Linked DNA regions of Oryctolagus cuniculus: region 2 is linked to region 1. Evidence: chromatin contacts called from public Hi-C data. All regions are on one chromosome and are shown on one strand. The core of a region is the stretch at or near the end of the contact, and the rest is flanking DNA. Distances in the headings are between cores, read along the strand shown.

What was found. Hi-C and Micro-C count contacts between places; a contact is called where the count stands out from the background.
Region 2: a contact with region 1 is called in a Hi-C map of psoas muscle, with 4 times the contacts expected there. The contact joins two enhancer-like sites. A contact is called at or near these places in 3 of 6 Hi-C or Micro-C datasets (ear pinna, psoas muscle and an unstated tissue).

The regions. Positions count from the first base shown.
Region 1 is chr18:26,370,683-26,373,382 of mOryCun1.1, forward strand. No RefSeq gene overlaps it. Among named protein-coding and RNA genes, the nearest start is that of URI1, 41 kb to the left of the region's middle. Within about 2 kb of position 1,274, at least 2 of the 8 cell types and tissues checked have an H3K27ac peak or open chromatin away from gene starts, as enhancers often do.
Region 2 is chr18:26,466,059-26,468,758 of mOryCun1.1, forward strand. No RefSeq gene overlaps it. Among named protein-coding and RNA genes, the nearest start is that of CCNE1, 28 kb to the left of the region's middle. Within about 2 kb of position 1,378, at least 1 of the 8 cell types and tissues checked has an H3K27ac peak or open chromatin away from gene starts, as enhancers often do.

The sequences.
Region 1 (2,700 bases), core at 24-2,523:
CAGAGGCACTGAGCCCAGGGGACAGACGAAATTTTCTTTCTTTCTTTCCTTCTTTCTTTCTTTCTTTCTTTCTTTCTTTCTTTCTTTCTTTCTTTCTTTCTGATTTATTTGAAAGGCAGAAATACAGAAAGAGAAGGAGAGAGACAGACACAGAGAGAGACTGAGACAGAGAGAGAGAATCTTCCATCTGCTGGTTCCCTCCCCAAATGGCCACAATGGCCAAAGCTGGGCCAGGCCAAATCCAGGAGCCAGGAGCTTCTTCGGGGTCTCCCATGTGGGTGCAGGGGCCCAAGTATTTGAATCATCTTCTGCTGCCTTCCCAGGCACATTAGCAGGGAGCTGGATCAGAAGTGGAGCAGCCGGGATTCAGACCAGCACCCATATGGGATGCCGGCACTGCAGGCAAAGGCTTAGCCTTCTACACCACAGCTTCAGCCGACAGAAATGAAGCCTGTCCCCAGGGCTCAGCGCCTCTGTCCCCTTAGAGAGCAGCAGGTCACAGGAGAGAGAGCCCCCTGCAACTGGCTCTCTTGAGAAGGGGGATTGGCGCCCCCACACACACACCTTTTGCACACCTAGAAGGTGAGCTGTTGAGAGACAGAGGGTGACAGTGACAAAGAGATAGGTGAGTGTGCAAGGCCTAACGGCAGGAGGCTGGCGAGGTCTGGCCAGCTCCCCCTGCTCTCTGCCCTCCTCCTCCAAGGACTTCCCCACACAGGTGCTTCTCTTTGGCTTCCAGGTTGGCGACAGGGGACCTAGCCGCAGGCTCCCCATCCTGACACCACCCCTCCCAGCAGGGGGTGCTCTCCACACAGCTGCCTTGGCCTTCATTTTCAGTAACTCCTCCTCCCCAGCCCTGCAGCCCCAGGGATGGCAACGGCCCCAGTGCCCCCGACCCAGGGTGCTGCCTTCTCTTCCTGGGCCCCCCTTTGTTTTATGAAATGCCCCAGATGGCCAAAACAAGCATACCACCTGCTTCCTGCTGACACAGGGACATCCTGGGCTCCTACCCCTGAAAGGGAAGGGGACCCATATATGGCGCGGAGAGAGACTCACACCTCTGAAGTGAGAGGCTACACCCCCTTCAGAGGCACAGGGCATCCTAGGGAGCCGCGCCCCGCCTCTGTGGGAACCGCCTTCTCAGAAAGGGCGGAGCCTTCTCCGCACACCTGAGCCCCGGCCTCTCGCTGGGTGGTGAGTGTCCCCAGGCACCCCGGGAGCCGTCCCCAGAGGCCAGCTCTCAAGATAAATAAATAAAACCCGCTCTGCCTGCACGCTGGCTACTGACCGGGCTCCGGGCCTATTTTTAGAATGTAGGCCAACTCCTTCCCAGAATAGACAAGCCCCGCTAATCCAGGAGGGAGGCCTGGGAGGAATGAAGACATCCAGTCTAGATATGAATTAGTCGTGAGTATATTATTTGAAGAAATGTTGAACAGCTAGGCAAATATTTGATACCTTTGAATTGGAGCCGCCGTTTTCACAGGCAGCGCCGCGTCTACGCGAGAGGCACGGCTCGCTCGCTCGCTCGCTCGCTCGCTGCTGTACCTGGCTGGCACTCGGCTTCCCCGGCCACCTCCAGCTGCACGCTGAGAAGTAATTAAACGGCGTGCCTGCCCTCGGGGACAGCGCCTGGTGTGTCTGTACAGTTTAACGTCTATTTCTTTTCCGTAAAGTATACCTCCGCCTTGCTGAAGGAAATGCGTCCTCTGTCTCAGTAGGCGCCTTTATTGGCAAGGGTCAGGGTGCACGGTCCCCTATGAGCACCCTCTAGTCTGTGGCCCTAGGGAGGGGGTTCCCGGCAAAGCCACCCAGTTCTCCATAGCTCAGAAAACAGGCCTTGCCTCTAAGGCATGGGGGCTGGTGTGGGCGCAGCTCGGGGAGCCTCTGTGTCCCCAGCAGAGGCAATCATGGGAAGCCCGGGACATGTCCGCCGGTGTCCGAGCCGTCCTAGCACCAGTTAACTGCACCCAGGCGTGGAGGCCAGCACGGGTACCCTCGGTTTCCAAAGGGGGGACAAAAAATCCACCCCACCCCGCGCGCCGTGGCCAGTGTCCAACCCTGGCGCACGCTTGTCCGAGTCGAGCTTGTGAGTGACGGGAGTCAGAAGGGCTCCGCTGACCGCCCTATTGATGTAGCCAGAGCTCCAGCTCACACTCCGTGCGCACTTTCCCCGGGGCCCACGGCTTCACCTGCGTCCGCCCAGGCAGTCCTGGCAAAGGCCGCACGAGGCGTGCACTTCTCCCACTTCGCAGATGACACAGCGGGGTTCAGGGGAGAAGGCCCTGCTGCATGGCCCTCCCCTGGGACAGGGCGCGAGCTGGCAGCCTGGCGCCTACCACCGCGCACACCGGCTCGCTAGTGGGCACGCCTGCGGCTCGGGTTCTGCCAAGCACCGCTCGAGAAGGCGGCGCGGAGCACCCCGGCTGGGTTGCGCCCGCGGCAGAGCCTCCGGGTGAGGGGATCTGCGCCCCGGGCCCCGCGCCCGGGGCCTGGTCCTCTCCACTCTGCGCCGCAGCTGACCCGACGCTGCCGCCAGATGGCAGCATACGCTTTGCGATTGCGCCGCCTGGAGCGAGTGGGCCCGGGGCCCTGGCCGTAGGAGCCTACCCGCGGAGCCCCCAGGAGCGGGGCTGCCTCCGGCCGGGCTGGGCTGCGCCGCCCGCAGTGGGGCGCTCCGGCCGCGGGGGATTCTGCCGG
Region 2 (2,700 bases), core at 128-2,627, 95 kb after region 1:
GAACTACAAAGGCAGGTAACTCCCCCACCACCCTGTTAACCAGCAGCGCTACAGCACCATGCTACAGCCGCTGCCCCGGGAACTGCAGGCCCCCAGACAATGAAAGCGTGCTGGGTAGTCACCGCACTGTCACCTGTATCACTAGTCGTACAATCTGGTGCCGATGGTGACTGTCTTACCAAGGCGGCTGTGTTGTCTAAACAGCCATATCGATTACCAAGCCCCTGTTTGGGGAAGGTGTGTGGCTTCAGGTGGGAGGTTACAGAAATGCGTTTGCTTGCAGAGACCTTAGCTCCACTCCCATTTGACAAATGAGTGCATCCATCGATCCAGCTGTGACAAATTAATTGATCCAACTATAAATAAGAACCCAGAACATCGACAGATGCAGGCTCAATCTTAGTATCCAGTGGAAACGAGGAGACGGGGCATGTGTGGGGTCAGCGTGTGTGTCTGCTGATTCCCGGGGGTCAGCAGCTGCCTTCCGTGGTGCCGCAGATGCGCAGAGCTGCGTGTGGGAGGGTCAGCACTGCGTAGGTGTGGGTGTGTATACGGGGTCAGCGCCAGGGGTTTGTGCATGGACACACAGAAGGCATAGTTATCAGCTCTAGCTGCCGTAACCGAACATCACAGACTGGGTGTCTTAAGCAGCAGAAACCTGTTTCTCATGGTTCTGGGGGCCGCAGGTGCACTTTCTCTGGCCACTCTGGCTGGCTCGCTGATGGCAGCTTCTTGCTGTGCCCGTGTCCCTGGTCTCTGTGTCCAGATGCCCTCTTGGTTGAGGACATCAGTTCAACTGGGTTAGGGCCACCCTAACTGCCTCGTTTTACCTTCATCACTTCTTTAAAAGCCCTGTCTGCAAATATAAGGGGACTTCAGAAAGTTTACGGGAACAGAATTTAAAAGGTGATCCTTGGGTGACAAGCCTTTGAAATCCATGGCTAGCTTGTTCATACTACGCTTTTTCCCGGCACTGCTTGAAGACCTTCCTGCAGCCACCCTGTGCGGGTCTGGGCTTCCCCCTATAAACGAGTACACCGCAGCCACAGTCCGTGTGTGTGTGTGTGTGTGTGTGTGTGTGTGTGTGTGTACGCGCGCGCGCACACGTGTCCACGCGGGCAGGGCGCCTCGCCTCCAGTCCGCCCGTCTCCATCCTCTGCTGCCCCTAGTGGCGACAAGGCAGTCCTGCAGAATTGGCGAGGCCCTGAGGATCCGCAGGTGTCTTTCGCCCCGCTGGGACCTCGGTTGCTTTCTTTTCTCTGAATTTAACTTAATGTCCTGACTCTGGATGCCCGTCCCCCTGCCCGAAGGAGCCAGTCCTTTCTCCAGCTTCGCACTCCTTCCATCCTGCAAAGTATTCAGCATCTCGCACAGAGCCGAATATTTGGGGGTCCCTCCCATATTGGGGGCACTCTCTGTACCCTCTGCCTGGCCTCGGGAGCCCTGGGCCTGGGGCTTGGCGCACCTCGAGCCTCAGCATCCAGGCCCAGCCACCCCTCCCCTCACTGAGGCCCTGACGGGTGGGTCGGGGATTGGAGCACCCCAGTCTCCCCCAGGCTTGGGAAAGTTCCCCTTCCTCTCCTTGCTCCCAGTGCTTCCAGTGCCCCAAGATTTGGAAACAGACACCCCCGGGGCCCATGGTCAGGTGGGCACTGCAGCCACTGAGGAGGGTCCCGTGTGCCCAGCGGCATGGTATGGACGTCAGCAGGGCCCAGCCATGGGCTCTGATTTTCTCTGAGAAGCAGAGAATCCTTCATCTTCCTGTCATTCCTCTCCATTTTTAATTGTTGGCAAGGCATTCAAATTCTTTCAGAACTGTGTTAAAGCAAACATGTGCCAATCAGATGCAGTCTCGACTCAGTTCAAGCCCTAGGGGAGGAATTTAGACCCAGAGCCTGGGAATGCAAGGGGACAGGGAAGACCACGCTTCTGCTGAGAAAGGCTGTGTGAAGGGGACTTGGGGACAGGACGCAGGCCTCACCCTGGCTGGTGCTACCACCTCTCTCCCCACACTGATGGAGGGAGCTGGGGAGGGCGGCTGGAGCGGATCAGTGGGTCCCGGACTCTGGGACTGAGGATGCCACAGAACAGCCCCGAAGAGGCAACGCCGGGCATCTTCGTCCTCTGCTGCTGCTCCAGGCCAGGCTCCTCACTTGCCCCCCCCCCCAACAGCCCTGGGCCTGTGGACCTGCTGACCTCCCCTCGGCCTCGCCCCCTTGGCCATGGGGTTTCATTCCGTTCCCACTCCTCCCAGATCTGCACACTTCTGGGCCCTTCTGTGCGTCTGCACGGGGCATCCCTTACGGAGAGCCCTCGCTGGCCTCCCTCCCCTCCTGCCCGTCTTGTCACTTGGTTGCTGCCTCCATGGGACTTGCGGGTCTGATTTCTTGTGTCCTCTCCACTCCTGGAAGGTCAGCGCTTTGATCCAGGGAGCTTGGGCTGTTTCATTCACCAGTGAGAACTCAACTGCATCAGTGAATGGACGGGTGGACGGGTGATAGGGGCATGGAGGGTTGGCTGGCTGAGCCTGGTCCTGGGCAGTGGAAGGGTCAGCTAGTTGGGGTGGTGGACATGGGGTTCCAGGCTGGAGACTGCGGTGGACAGCAGGGACCACTTGTTGCTCAGAAGTTGTGCTCTGGCCCCCAACTGCTCCAGCAGAGGGACCAGCCCGGAGCAGAGCAGGGTGCTGGGGTTTGGTCA